Regions from separate parts of the Mus musculus genome. Here region 1 is linked to region 2. Evidence: chromatin contacts called from public Hi-C data. All regions are on one chromosome and are shown on one strand. Each heading gives the region's core, a stretch centred on a gene start, on an enhancer-like site or on the middle of the called end of the contact. The rest is flanking DNA. Distances are from core to core; before and after follow the strand shown. Region 1 has its middle 180 kb from the start of Gm38790. Region 2 has its middle 100 kb from the start of Gm23273.

Region 1 (3,903 bases), core at 1,159-3,658, 300 kb before region 2:
GCTTATTGTTAACATTTCTTTAATCAAGATGCAAGAAAGGAGCTAGTAACACAGGGATGGAAATGCTAAGTGTGCATGAAGCCCTTCTCACACAGTAGCAGGAACAAAGGGAAACTCACCAGGCATTGTCTATAAAACGGGTTAACTTGTTAAGTAGTTTATAACTAACTAATATTTTCAGCTAAATGCTTTCTCAAAATACACCAGACAACATACACTCTGTTCAATAGTAAGATTTTTAGTACGGTAAGTGAAAGATGACTCTACCTTGTTTAAGCATAGCCTGAGTCCCTCTCTCCTTCAGGGTGGTGAATGTGTCAGCCAGAGATGGCTTTTGATGAAGCGAAGGCCAATTCTGTGGAAAGTTTATGAAGCTATGTAAACAGAATTCATCATTCCTCCAGGGTGAAAGGCACTATATAAATGTGTGATATTAAGGTGCTTAATCAAAAGCACCTTTTTCATATCCTCTGTCAAGCTAAATAAACAAAAATGCAGAAGAATATAATGTATCATTGCTGGACTCTCCATCAAAAACGCACACAACTATTCCATTTTTGGTAAATTCTATTTGTCCAGCCTCCAGCTCCAGAGATTTCTAAGTGTTTGTTGAAATGTAATGCCACCCCCTTGCCTACCTCCCACATCACTGGTTAAATCACTTTCTAAGTGCTGGCATAAATAAAACTACACGCTGAGCTTTACCCAATCACCACCAGAACTCTTAGCCAACAGCAGGATGATCACAGACTGTAAGTGCTTTCTCTCTTTTATATAAAATGAGTGAATATGATTTAAGTTTTTATAAAGTGCAAAATATTGGGATAGTCTAAGTATGTGACACTTAGGTGGAATTGACTTGACAATTTTGTCAGGAATAGATGGACCATGATAATATTGGCTCATACTCCCGTTGACTGCCAAGGTTTAAGTTGAATGGATTTATAGGAATTACCAAGATTTCCCGTCTTTTTTAGAACAGTAACTTACGAAGTTTGGCTTGTTTACCGATGCCCTCAAACTCTCTGGGCACACGCTATGATTTGAGTGTGAAATATCATTCACAGGATTATGTGTTTAAACATTTGCTATCCAGCTGCTGGTTTTATCTGGGGAGTTTGTGAAACCTTCTAGACGTGAGGTTTAGCTGGCAGACAGAAGATACAGGGATGGGTGTGGGAGTAGTGTTACAGCTGGGAAGCTTAAGACCAAGTTCTCTGCTTAGAAGTCAGCACTACACTCACAGACATCAATTCAAGCATAGAACCCATCTGCCATGTCTTCCCCACCATGGAGGACTGAAACTCCTTAAGCTATGGGCCAAAATAAACTTCTCCTCCCTCAGGTGGCTTCTGTCAGGTACTTTGTCTCAACCACAAGGAAAGTAACTCACACAATGAGAACTAGGCATATTTTAGTAGGAAGAGGGGCATGTGAGATGTAATCCAGTATACCATTGAAGGAAGAGAAGATTCAGTGTGAATTTAGGTTATTGACAATATCCACTTGAGGTTCATAGGATTTCTAATACTATCTCTCTCATCATTGTAAGAATCTATATGGGATGGATCCTTGGGTGGGGTAGTCTCTGGATAGTCCATCCCTTCATCTCAGCTCCAAACTTTGTCTCTGTAACTCCTTTCACGGGTATTTTGTTCCCTATTCAAAGGAGTAATGAAGTATCCACACGTTGGTCTTCCTTCTTCTTGATTTTCTTGTGTTTTGCAAAGTGTATCTTGGGTATTCTAAGTTTCTGGGCTAATATCCACTTATCAATGAGTGCATATCTAATGACTTAACCCATACACTATTGCATATGCTAGCAAGATTTTGCTGAAGGGACCCTGATATAGATGTCTCGTATGAGGCTATGCCAGTGCCTGGCAAATATAGAAGTGGATGCTCACAGTCATCTATAAGATGGAACACAGGGCCCCCAATGGAGGAGCTAGAGAAAGTACCCAAGGAGCTAAAGGGGTCTGCAACCCAATAGGTGGAACAACAGTATGAACTAAGCAGTACCTCCGGAGCTCGTGTCTCTAGCTGCATATGTAACAGAAGATGGCCTAGTCGGCCATCATTGGGAAGAGAGGCCCCTTGGTATTGCAAACTTTATATGCCCCAGTATAGGGGAATGCCAGGGCCAAGAAGTGGGAGTGGGTGGGTAGGGGAGCAGGGTGGGGGGGTATAGGGAACCTTAGGGATAGCATTTGAAATGTAAATAAAGAAAATCTCTAATAAAAAATGTAAAAAAAAAAAAAAAAAAAAAGAACCTATAGCCCTGAGTATTTAGTATGTGATAGTTGCTATGACACACACTTTATAAGCACTCTTTAGTTCTAAGGACTCCATTAGGAAAGTGATGCAGCAAATAGAACAGATTTCATCTTAGACATTGACCTTGATACTCCTAAAACAAAAATCAATCTGGCAGTTGTATAAGTCCACAGAACAAGGGTTCATTACCAGACTACATTGCTGTAGAGAACAGGCTAATGTCTAGACGCAGAGCAATGGAAATCCAAATACAGCTTTTGTGCTGAGTTTCTGTCAATGGGGGTTTCAGTTTTCCTAACTGATAGGGCAAGAAAATCTGTTGGGCTAAGGTAGGTCATCAGCTATACAGGTCTTCACCATATTCCATAAGCTAGAGAAAATAAAAACTGTTAATATGGAAGAAGTAAGTGTAGAGGGCTGATGGCTGAAAAGTAAATATTTCTGGATACTATAGAGGAGGAAAAATTATGCAGCAACCATCCTTCAGGATGCTATTGTTGAAGCATATTGCTTACCTTAGAAATGATTTTGGCCATTACTACAATAGAATCACTTTTGGGGGTTCATGTAAATATCTTTAACAAATGCTTTCCTCTGGCTTTCTTAGGATCACCCTATTTTTCTCCTCCTTTTAAATCAGTGTTCTCACTAGTTTTTGTCACAATCTGAAAAAGAAACTGAAAAAGAAACATCAGTTGAGAAACCCTTCCATCAGTTAGGACTGTAAGCAAGTCTGTAGGGTATTTTCCTGATTAATAATTGGCATGGCAGGGCTCAGATCATTGTATATAGTTCTAACCCTGGGCAGGTGGTCCTAGGTTGTATAAGAAAACAGGCTGAGAAGACCATGGGAAGCAAGCCAGTAAACAGCATTCCTCCATAGCCTCTGCTTCAGTTCCTGCCTCCAGGTTCCTGTTTTAAGTTCCTGCCCCAACTTCCCTGAGTGATAGATCTTTATTTGGAAGTATAAGATGAAAAGAATCCTTTTCCCACCAAGTTTTTTTGACCATGGTGTCAATCAGAAAGTAGATAGAGAACTATGATAATCCACATGAATTGGGAGGTAATGCTGAAGAACTTTCCATTCATAGCAAATTATGGTTCGAAATAATTTCCAACGGAACACTTGACAACTGTGCTGAGTATAAGGAAATGGCTACTGCTTACACAAGAGGTCACAGCACACCATAGCTATTTCATTATGTACTAGGACAAATTTTTACTCTTCTTAACCATGAAACAAGAAAGCATAGGTCATAGGTTCTAGTCTCACTGTGTTCTGGGTGTCTTTGCCCTTCACTTATTTATTTTTGAAAGCTGACTTTGCACTCCAGGCTGCCTTCTCCAATGTGTGCTTCAGTTGTGTGCTCCTCAAAGCCCTGTTGCCTGAAACCCACTTCTGGTGATTTCACAAAAGGTTTTCACACAATGAAGAGTTAAATCAGGGGACCAACCATGAGTGTTTGTGCATCAGGATTAAGACTGTACAACTAGTAATTGATCCTTTATTTTTAATCCCAGAGATACTATGTTCTGTGATAGGGTAGAAGTCATAGATTTTTACACATTTGTTTCAGAAGTGTGCTGTGATTTCAATCTTTATCCAGAAGTAAATGAGTATACATA
Region 2 (3,711 bases), core at 418-2,917:
AAAAAAAAGAAAGAAAAGAAAAGAAAAAGAAAAATATAACACCCAAATGCAGACTATGTAGGACTATAAAAACTAACCAGATACTTGCAGTGCCAGCTGTGAGTGACATAGAATTTTCCATAAGAAGATTAGCATGGAGTGGAGTTGAGCTTCATACATCACTTGTCCCTACTACAAATATATGTATTAGAAAATAGGAAGCAAGGGATTAAAAAGTCAGTAATAAGAATGCCAAAGAAACAGGAAACAGACTGGCCCGAGAAATCTGGTATAAAGTACACTAGATGTGAAATGTAGTTTGAGAGGTCTGACACCAAAGTGTAGAGTCTATGTACGAGGACAGGAAAGAGAGATTTGAAGTGAACAGGAAGAAGTGTGAGTTCCACTTTTGGAAAAGAATGCTGTCACCAGGACTCAGGCCTGGATAGCAGCACAACAAAGAGCTATAAAATATTTTCCAATATTGAGCTGACTGTCCCTGGTGACTTGAGAAAGAAAAAGTGGAGCTAGTCTTAGAGGAGACAAGAAGATAAATGCTCAATAAGAGGCAACAGAGACATTCTTGACTAATGAAGTTCCTTACCAAAAAAGAAAAGAAAAAAAAAAAAGCCAAAGCAAAACCGCAAAACCCTGTGCAGCTATTGTTCAGCTGTTGTAATATTAAAGTTTTCAGAGTATTCAAGCAAGGAAGCTGGAAACAGACAAGCTGGTATGGGGTATGGAGAGCAGAAAAGCCGTCAGAGAAGACAGATTCCAATCCTTTTGAAAACCTAAAGTTAGATAATGGCATCCTATGCTGTGAAGAAGTCAGTGTGAACAAAGACGGAATGAAGACAGCTGAGCCTGAAAATTAAAAATAGGAGCAGCTACTTCCAGACAGCAGAATAAGATGTCATTCGGGAGGGTGGGGAACTTTCATCTTTTCATGATGAAGAGGGTTCTAGGGTGGATGGAACGATGGCTTGAAAGCATGTGTTGCTTGCAGAGAACCCAAGTTCTGCTCCCAGCACTCACCTGGTAGTTCACAACCTTCCATCCATAACTCCAATTCAGGGGGACCTTATGCTCCCTTCTGGGTCCTGTACCTATAATGCACAGGATACACAAACATGCAGGCAAAACACACATGCAAAAAAGCCCAAGAGAATTAAATATATTTAAACTCTATTTTCTTATATGTTTTCATGGCCATACTTCCTGTAAAACACAAGATTTTACCCTGCCTGTGCATAAGAAAATAATCATGCTTTACATTCGATGACAAATCAATTCCCATTTGACCAGTAGTCATTCAAGTATATTTTTCTCATTGAGGAGAAAACTTCCATCCCAGGCAACTTTTCATGACAATTAGTGATTCCTGAAAGGAAAGAAAGAGCATACGTTTTCCATAAAATCCAGGTAACTATGTGTTTTGTCTGCAAGCTTCTGAGGAATGTAGATATCATATTTGTCCCAGTTTCCAAATATTTGAGTTATACGGAAACTGACCTTTCTACTCTCGCTCTTCTGGATTAAGGATAATGAAGTTGAAGCCCAAAGAAGATAAATGATAAGCACAATATCACGTGAAGAGCTGATGGGAGAATTAGCAGGAGAACCCGGGCCCTCAAGGCCATGATCATTAGGTTAGTTCTGAACAGAGGTTTTATATTTGTTTAGAGGTCTTGTGTAAGAATCACATCAATAAAAGTCCTCTTGGGGCAAAGAACGTCCTTGCTCCAGAAGAGAGACACGAGTAACCACAAGTCTAATTAATTTTTTTGTATTAAAGTATCACTCATGCCAAGTAGTTTATTGGCCCATGAATGGCTGTAAGGCACAGTTATGATTCTGGGCTCAGAGGGTACTTGTAAATGAAGCTAGTCACTTAGGTAATATTAACAGACAGCTCTGCTGTGGGAGCCATCATCAATCGCAAGAATAGGAAGTTAATAACTTCCAACCCACTAAGTACGTTTACCCCAAAATCATTTGAAGAGAATTAAGTGGAAAAAAAAAACCTTAAAAGCATGTGACTCCTTATTTTGTTGTACCCCTGTTCTTATAGTGACCCTTTCTTGGTAGTTATAACACTACTGATTCATTGAACAATATCCATATTATTACAGTGTTATTTTCCCTGATAGCTCCTGAATCACTGTCTTTTTAAAAAGGCAAAGATACTTTGTCTTCCACCCTCTTGGGTATAACTAAGTACACAAATACATGAGAGATGTAGAGTGACATTTCCTGGGTGGGACTACTTCCTTGTTTCAGTCTCTGGAGGTAGACCCAACGTTTGCTCATAGCTACATGTTTTAGGGCACTGTGGGCAAAAATACTCTATGCTATACAATGGTCCCTTAATTATAATAGAACTAATCTTTCTAGGAAGTGCAGTTTAATCTCTTTAACAAATCATTGTTGGCCATGCAGCATTAAATGGCTTCACTCTTTAAGCTAAAAGGTAAGAAAAATCACCTTAAGTTGTGAATAAAGGATTTCCCACCTGAAGAGAGGATGAGGGGGGAAGGCTTGCAGTTCAAAGTTAATTTCTATCATCAAGGACAAAAAAAAAGCTTTCTTCAAGTTATGCAACATGAAAAATTGGATTTATGGATCTGTCAGCTATGACAGGAAACATCAATTACTGGTTTGTGATGAGTAACAGAGTGACATTCCATTATGATGGCACTGAATGTGTGACTTAAGGCACTCATTGTCGCTGTTGTTGACTGGATGGCAACATGCAGTTCTTAAATCTCTCTAACTGGGTGATTCTGGTAGCTGGCCATATCAGGGCCAGGGTTAGGACTGGGAGTGAAGGACTCTCTCAAGCACTACTAGAAGAGACTTGCATAGAGTTCTGCTTCCACAGCTATGCCTTTTCTCTCTCTGTTTTTAAAAACTGATATTGTTAATAATGTAAAATATATGGTAAATATGAAGCCAAATTCAGTTTAATAGCTAACACATTAATAAAGCAACTATCTCCTTGGAGGAAACAAGTAATTTCAGACTATAATAAAAATGCTACTGTCTAAGAATTGATTTAGGGACTGGAAACATGACTTAGTAGTTAAGAGCACTGACTGTTCTTCCAGAGGATCTCGGTTCGAATCCTAGCAGCTACATGGCAGCTCAGTCCTGCCTATAATTCTAGTTCTAGGGGATCCAGCGCCCTCTTTTGGCCTCTACAGGTGCCAGCATGCACATGGTATATAGACATATATGCAAGCAAAACACTTAGATGCATAAATGAAATATTTTTAAATAAAAAGATTTTAAACTACAGTGATTGTTGCTTAGAATCAGGATTCAGAAATGTGGTCCTGGGGGAATCTTTTATTGTGTGGACCCAGCAAGGCACTTTCATACTCACTAAGATTGGGGTCATGATACTGGATAATACCATATGGAACACTGCCAGACATGTTCACTGCTCTATCAGAATATGCCAGGAACCTTTCACTCAAAGAAAAAAGCTAATCAAAACTGAATTCCAGGTAGTTTAGAAATGATTACCAATTAAGGTACATTATGTACACTTTTTGATGAAAAAGCCTAGATAGAAATGAATATTTCCATAAATATCCTTATTGTTGAAAAAGAAAATGTGACTGTAAAGAAGCGAACATATCCCCCTTAAAAATACAAAAGATTAAAACCAACCCCAAACTATTAAAATCTAACCGCAAAGCCTGAGGAACAACTAACATAAGACCATAC

What was found. A called contact is a pair of places that touch in the nucleus more often than the background predicts.
Region 1: a Hi-C map of liver shows a contact between it and region 2, with 6 times the contacts expected there. The contact joins two enhancer-like sites. A contact is called at or near these places in 3 of 484 Hi-C or Micro-C datasets (all in liver) and 1 of 115 datasets of contacts at active chromatin or transcription factors (liver).

What each region holds. Positions count from the first base shown.
Region 1 is chr6:36,176,591-36,180,493 of GRCm38.p6, reverse strand. No RefSeq gene overlaps it. Among named protein-coding and RNA genes, the nearest start is that of Gm38790, 180 kb to the right of the region's middle. Within about 2 kb of position 2,408, at least 2 of the 459 cell types and tissues checked have an H3K27ac peak or open chromatin away from gene starts, as enhancers often do. A contact at or near this core is called in liver, where this site is marked.
Region 2 is chr6:35,872,772-35,876,482 of GRCm38.p6, reverse strand. No RefSeq gene overlaps it. Among named protein-coding and RNA genes, the nearest start is that of Gm23273, 100 kb to the left of the region's middle. Within about 2 kb of position 1,667, at least 2 of the 459 cell types and tissues checked have an H3K27ac peak or open chromatin away from gene starts, as enhancers often do. A contact at or near this core is called in liver, where this site is marked.